2 separate regions of the Ovis aries genome follow, and region 1 is linked to region 2. A link is a contact called in public Hi-C data. All regions are on one chromosome and are shown on one strand. Each heading gives the region's core, a stretch centred on a gene start, on an enhancer-like site or on the middle of the called end of the contact. The rest is flanking DNA. Distances are from core to core; before and after follow the strand shown.

Region 1 (3,518 bases), core at 896-3,395, 370 kb before region 2:
CTTCGTTTTAAACAATTTTTCAGGTGTCTGTGGGCAATTGATGTAGAGATATTCAACCAGGTGCTTCTCTGAGGCCAGGGGAGAGTTTATGGGTTATTCACAGGAACTCTCTGTTCCCTCTTGGTTGTATACAGTGCTGTATTAACAAAGAGTGCTTTCCACTGTCTCAGCAGCGCAGAGAGATAAACTGTTTTGCCCAGCTGGTGGGAGAACTGGGCAGCACTACCTCTTCTCACTGCAAATTTAAGATTTGTTTGTTTGTTTGTTTAACCACTAAAAGAGATGAGGGTTGAGGCTGAGGAAGCAGATTACATTTTGGACAGTAGTATGAAACAAGAAAGAATAGAAGGACTTTAGAGCAACCTTTATGTTGAAGGAACAATCAAAGAAAAAAGGAGCAAATGAAGGTGACCATGTGACCTGTCACTTGCTACCCCATGAGGCTCATCAAGCTCCTTAAGGGATGGGATCTGTCATCCTTTCTTTCCCTGAAAGCAGGTTACGAGAGTGCATGGTGGAAACCGCTATGCTTGAGAGGAGTAATAATGACAGCAGACATAGAATGATTCTCCAAGTGGGCTGAGTAGGGCAAGTGCCTAGAACAGTATGATAACTGGGGAAGATGTAGGGATAGCAGGTTTTTAGACATGCTTGGAATGGCAGCTTCCTGAGGTAGTCACTAAGAAGGGTTAAATTTAGGTATATGTGGATGAAGACAATGAAAAGATTTCTTGGAAGGTGGTGGTGTTCAATCCCTCAGTTGTGTCCAACTCTTGGCGACCCCATGGACTACAGCAAGCCAGTCTTCCCTGTCCTTCACCATCTCCCTGAGCTTGCTCAAACTCATGTCCATTGAGTCAGTGATGCCATCTCATCCTCTGTGGCCCCCTTCTCCTCCTGCCTCCGTCTTTCCCAGCATCAGGGTCTTTACTAATAGGTTGGCTCTTCGCATCAGGTGGCCAAAGTGTTGGAACTTCAGCATCAGTCCTTCTAATGAATATTCAGGATTGATTTCCTTTAGGATTGACTGATTTGATCTCCTTATAGTCCAAGGGACTCTCAAGGGTCTTCTCCAATACCACAGTTCAAAAGCATCAATTCTTCCACACAAAGCCTTCTTTATGGTCCAACTCTACATCCATACATGACTACTAGAAAAACCATAGCTTTGGCTAGACAGACCTTTTTCAGAAAAGTAATGTCTCTGCTTTTTAACATGCTGTATAGGTTGGTCCTAGCCTTTCTTCCAAGGAGCAAGTGTCTTTTAATTTCATGGCTGCAGTCACCAACTGCAGTGATTTTGGAGCCCAAGAAAGTCAAGTCCGTCACTGTTTCCATTGTTTCCCCACCGATTTGCCATGAAGTGGTGGGGCCGGATGCCATGATCTTAGTTTTTTGAATGAGTGGAATGGATAAAAGGAAGGGGTACAGGAAACACTGCAAAGGATTTGAGCTAGAAGGTGAAATTCAGGGTGTGATTCTCCTGGTCAAACCCAAGGCTCTGGATGAGGAATGCTGGGTCCTGTCTAAGGGAGGGTGTTGGCGGTGGTGGTAATGACAGCGCAGCAGCTTCGACGGGAGTCTCACTTCTGCAGGCTTGTGGGAAGGCTCAAGTTCGGGGTCCAAAAGGCCGGATGGGTAGAGGCACAGAAGGATTAATAAGGTCACTGCAGGACCACTTCGGGAGGCGGCCAACGCTGTGCTCTTTCCCTCGGTGCTAGGGAAGCCCTGGTCTCCACAGCGTCCCAAGGTCTCACTAGCTCTCCCCATTCCTGGCACGGGTAAGCGGCGCTGCGCGGAGCCTCCTTTCTTCGCCTGACCGCCGCCTCTGGGGGGCCCCTGTCCTCTGACCTCCCCACCCTTCGCTCTTTTCTCCAGGACGCCGCGCGGGAGTTCTCACCCTCCCCGCGTCGCACGCCCACCCGGCGGCCTCCTCGGCCCGCGGGGAGCTACCTCCCGGAGCTCGCCTGCGCCCCCGGGGCTGCTGGGCCGCGGCTGCCGAGACGGAGCGCGAGGGCGCAGCTTAACGGTCCCGCGGCCGCGCCCCGCCTGGCGGCGCCGCAGCTGCTGCCCGCGCGCCCTCCCGCCCCCTGCGTCATGACGCCGGCGCCCAACGCGGAAGCCGCTCGCGGCGCGCCTGGTCCAGCCGCGGGCTGAGCGCGGAGCCGCGGGCGGGCGGGCGCGGGAGCCGAGCCGGGGCGCGAGCCGAGCGCAGCCTTCTTCGCCAGCCCGGCCAAGCGGGCACCGCGGGCTGCGCGGGACGAGCGCACCGGCGGGCGTACGGGGACACGGCGCGCCGGGGCCGCCGCCGAGGGGGATGCGGCTGCCTCCCCGGGCCGGCGTGTAGAGAGGGCGGGTCCCCGGCCTCGGGAGCGCGGCGGTGGAGGGGACAGAGGCGGCGGCCATGGCGACCCCCAACCTGGGGTCCTCCGTCCTGGCGAGCAAGACCAAGACCAAGAAGAAGCACTTCGTCGCGCAGAAAGTGAAGCTCTTTCGGGCCAGCGATCCGCTGCTCAGCGTCCTGATGTGGGGGGTAAACCACTCGGTAAGGACTCGGGCTGCGGCGCGCAGTCCCTTTCCTCCTCCTCTTCCTCCTCGCTCCCCTCCTCCTCTCGCTGCAGCTGCTGCGGGGCGGGGAGCCCGAGCCCGGCCCCGGCCCTCCGGCTGCTAGCCCTCCGGGGCTGCCCGTTCGCCGCGGCGCTCGGGTGCCCCCAGCCCCGCGCGCTTCGCGTCCGCCCCTCGGGGCCGCCCGGGCGCGCCTCCGGGATCCCCTTGGGACCGTAGGGCCGGATGCGGGACGGGAGGGTCCAATTTGCATTTGAACCCTGCGGCGAGTACCGGTATCAGCCCCAGGCCGTCCGTCCGCTCTCCGGCCGATCTGTCCCCGCAGCCCGGTAACTGGGAAGTTTGTGCGGGGCACGACTCCGCCGGGGCTGTCACCCCTGCTGGCGGGGGCTGTTGGGGCCAGAGTGCCGGCGATCCCTTCCTCTGCGGGGGCGGCCCGGTCCTCCTCCGTCGGGCAGGTGTACCTGTCCGAGGTTGGGAGTGTCTGGAGCCTTCCCGCACGAGGGACAGGGGCGAGAATACTGGAGATCGCGGAGCTTTGGGCAGAGGCTTAGTGCTTAGATCCTTCCCCGCCCCTCCTCCCCTTTAAAGGCTATATTCTTGGACACAAGGAATCTTTCTGGCAAAGAAAAAGGCAATATAAATATGGCACTGGCGTTTAGCATCTTTCCCTACTCCCCTCCCGTCTCGCCCTGCCGCTGAGCCTGCTGAAGAGCTGCTTGGCGGGGCGTCTTGCTCCGCACATCTCCTCCCCCACTTTGGGGAGCCAGGCCGAAGTCGCCGCCTGCGGAAGGGCGGCCTGGGGATGACCGCAGGAGGGAGGGTCTCGGCGGGTGCGGTGGAAGGCGATGCTGAGTTGACTGCACCCGTTTGGGGGATTTATTTCAAAAGCTGGAGGAGACGGCCTGCGAAGGTTGGCTTGGAAAGGTTAGCCTAATACACAAGCCAAGGTG
Region 2 (3,587 bases), core at 457-2,956:
ATTTAAAAATTTATAAATTTGCTCATAAAATCAACCTCAAAGGAATCTACTTAAAAAAAACTCAAATGTTAATATAGTCTTAAGTTAGCATATGCTGTTAACAATTGGCATCCTTAAGCTTCTAGACTATAGTGTGGCTTATGTTTCCAGAACATGGGGGTTAAGGTTTCTATAAAACATAAGTTGAAGTACACATAACATTCTAGGCATCACCAACCTGCATTTGTATTTGAATAAATATGCCCAGGATTTTGCCTACTTTCTGGGAAGGGATTAATACACGCTTCTATTTCAGATACTGAACCGTGACCACTAAGCCCACTAAATCCTTTTATTGCAATTGGGAATGATCAAAGTCTCTATACCTGTTTACTTCCAATTATTAACTGTAAATCTCTAGGAAAATGATCGTGCTACATGGCTGTCAAACCCAAAAGACTGCATAAACATATGCCATCAACTTTTTAGTGCTCCTTTCTCCAAAGCATCTCTTCACCACATGACCTATGCTGACATTTAGTAAAACCTATAAAACGTTGTAGACTTAAGTCATGGTTCTAAGTGCATCCCATACTAGAGGTGGAAAAAAGAGAAAAAAAAAAACCAACACAAAACTGTAGTCTCTGAGACGGGGGGAAAAAGAAAAAGGAAAAAGAGGAAACCTCTTGCAAGACTAACGTCCACTCACCATCATTACTCCAAAAAAAGCTCCAAATTTGAAATGCCCACTTCCCATTGAGCACCTCCCAAGTAATATTTGCAGAACTTATCCGAAACTCTCAACAAATAACACCTAGAAAACTTTACCATTTTAAACACAAACGCAGGAGACCTTGGAAACAACTGGGAACCGCCATCTTACAAGCCATCTAAATTCACCCAAGTGTCCCTCCAACTTAAGTTAATAACATTTTTGTTCGGGCTCCTTTCAGCCTAACATCCACCTTGGCGGGATCGCGGCCCCCCAAGCAACCCGTCCCTATAAAATGGGGGCGTTCTCTGGCTGTTTAAACCCCTCCAAAGCCCTTTCTTCGGGAGAGGAGGGAAGCCACTTGACCCAAGCAGCTCCCGATTTCAGGCACCCGTCCCCGTTTCATCAAAATCTACCTCTCAACAAAGGGCGCCGTGGCCGGGAGAGCCGCAGAGGCTGCAAATAGAAGTATTCTTCTCGGGGGCCATGTGCGTCGCGAGGGTGTAGAGGGGCGCTCGGGGGAGAAAGGAACTAAAACGTGGGGCCGCGCGCGGCGCGTCCGGGCTGGAGCGGGCGGCGGCTGGAGCGGCGCCGAGGCCGGCTGGCGGCGGCGGCGCGGCGCGGGCTGCGGGTCGGTCCCGGCGCCGCGGGAGTCGGCGGGCGGCGGCGGGCGCGCGCTCGCGGGCGCGGGCGGCGCGCGGGGCCGGGCGGCGCGCGGGGCCGGCGGGCGGCGGCGGGCGGCGGAGCGGGGTTCGGCGCCCACGCTGTCAGCGCCCTCCCGGCCGGCGCGGGCGAGGCGCGGTGGGGGGGGGCCGTTCCCCGTCCACCCGCGGCCGGCCTGAGTCCCGCGCGGCCCCCGCCGCCCCCAGGCCCCGTCCCGGAGGCGCCTCGCCTCCTACGTACCCGGAAAAAGCAGCCGGCGAGAGGCGATCGAAGCGGGCGGAAAAGACAATGAAAGTTAAAAGTCGTTCAGCAGAAAATGAATGTGAGCCAAGCGGCCATCTTGAAGCGAGCTGCAGACGCCGCTGTCAATGGGCAACGAGCGCAGCCGAGAGGAGCGGCGGCCGCCGCGCTCGGCTCATGCTGCCTCCCGAGCCCGGCCTCCTCCTCCTCCTCCTCCGCCTCGGCCTCCTCCTCCTCCGCGGCCTCCTCCTCCTCCTCCTTGGCCTCCAACGCCTCCTCCTCCTGGGCCTCCTCCTCCTCCTCGGCCGCCGCCGCCGCCTCCTCCCGCTCCGCACTCGGGGGAGGGAGCGCGCGGAGGGGGCGCGATCAGTATTATTCTGCGGGGCTAGGAGGTGTTTCTAATCCGGATCGGGGCTCCCTCGCCAACATCCCCATTGTCTCGCCCCGATCTCTGCCTTTAATACTACGATTATTATTTCATAGTTGCCGTTGTGGGGGAGGAGGGCGGGTGGGGGGCGCCGTGTGTGTGCGTGCGGAGAGGCGGGGGGAGGGGAGGAAGGCTGAGGACGGGGGAGGGGAGGGTGGAAAAAAAAAATGCACCGCTGAAGGCAGAGTGGAAACTGACACCGGCTCCAAAATGGCTCAGAGTCCGCCCGCCCCCTCCCCCCGCCGCCCCCCCACCGGGTCACGTGCTCCCCTCATTCCTTAAGGGCGGCCTGGGAATTAGTGTCGGTGTAGTCGGGCCCGCGGCCGCCCCCTCCCCTCGGAGTAGCGCGACCCGGCCCCCTCCTCCTCCTCGCTCGGCGCGGCGGCGGCGCTGGCGCGGCTGCGGAGACATTTCTCCACAGCGCCACACGCGCCACCCTGCTCTCGGCGCGGGCATCGCTCCGGCCCCGCACGCAGCTCAGCCCACCCCAACCCCCGTTATTTCTTTCTTTCCGTGGTCCGTCTCCGCCCGCGGCACACATGTCCGCGAGGAGACCGCCGGCCGACAGCCCCCGCTCGGCCCCACGGGCTGCGGCCCAGACTCCGGCGCCGCGTCGCGGAACCTGCGCCCGAGTTGGGCTCGCGGAAACAACAGCGCCCGCCCCAGTCTTCCCGCGGCCGCGCCGGCCCCCTTTCCCGCCCGCCAGTGGCCGAGGCGGGGCGCGCGCGGGCAGCCGCTCGCTCCGGGCAGGGGCTCTGCGCGGGGCCGGCCCTGCAGGGCCTCGGGAGCCCCGCGGGCGAGGGTCGGGCAGCGGGCGAGCCTTCGGGCGCAGTTAACGGAACGGACGGGCTCCCGCCGCTGGGCGACCGCGCCCGCTCCCCACGTCCCGAAGCTGGGGTCTTCAAGCAACCCCGGAGATCGCATCCTTTTCAGTGTGTTTAACTTTAATCCTGAGGAGAGGAGATCGTTAAAAGTTAACGCCAATCGTGTCTATGTCTTCAAAGTAATAATTAACAAACTCAAATCCAGAAACTCTCACCACTCTTTTTGTGGGAACAACTTAATTTATTCAGAATGTAATACTGTCTACTTCCTTTTGGAAGACGTGGAAAAGATCAAATGGGATCAAATGTACGGATAATACTAAAAATTCAAATACTTAGGCAGAAATTCCCTCTTAACCCTTCCACAGGTATAAAAAAATAAAGTGTCAAAACTTATGAGGGACAGAAATCCAAAAGAAAAAAATCTCTTCTGAAAAGGAAGACATCCAACTCGCAGAAATGATAGTTCAGCGGACGGCAAGACGTTCCTGGTCTTCCACTAGATCCGGGCAGATCGTTAACTTTCCCAAGTTACAACTGACTTGCTCTTTCCAGGCTTTTCGAAGCATCTTTAAGTTTTCCTACTAAGTCCTGAAAGATGTATATCATGGCTCGTTTTTAGGATAAAACGCAAGAAAGAAGTATCCAAGCTTGAGAAAGATGTAAGAAAAAAGTCGGGAGACACTTTCTAAACAATTTAAAATTCAAGATTTTAAACCTTTGACAAACCACTATCAAAGTA

Evidence for each region. Hi-C and Micro-C count contacts between places; a contact is called where the count stands out from the background.
Region 1: a Hi-C map of tail adipose tissue shows a contact between it and region 2, with 5 times the contacts expected there. The contact joins the promoter of PIP4K2A here to the promoter of BMI1 in region 2. A contact is called at or near these places in 2 of 16 Hi-C or Micro-C datasets (skin fibroblasts and tail adipose tissue).

The regions. Positions count from the first base shown.
Region 1 is chr13:23,210,992-23,214,509 of ARS-UI_Ramb_v3.0, reverse strand. PIP4K2A (phosphatidylinositol-5-phosphate 4-kinase type 2 alpha) reads left to right here and starts at 2,145. Exons shown (of 9, transcript XM_060397330.1): 1 at 2,145-2,545. The coding sequence starts at 2,405.
Region 2 is chr13:22,842,740-22,846,326 of ARS-UI_Ramb_v3.0, reverse strand. BMI1 (BMI1 proto-oncogene, polycomb ring finger) reads right to left here and starts at 1,706. Exons shown (of 10, transcript XM_027976604.2): 1 at 1,595-1,706. It overlaps COMMD3 (COMM domain containing 3), which reads right to left. Exons shown (of 8, transcript XM_004014219.6): 8 at 3,066-3,436. The coding sequence ends at 3,377.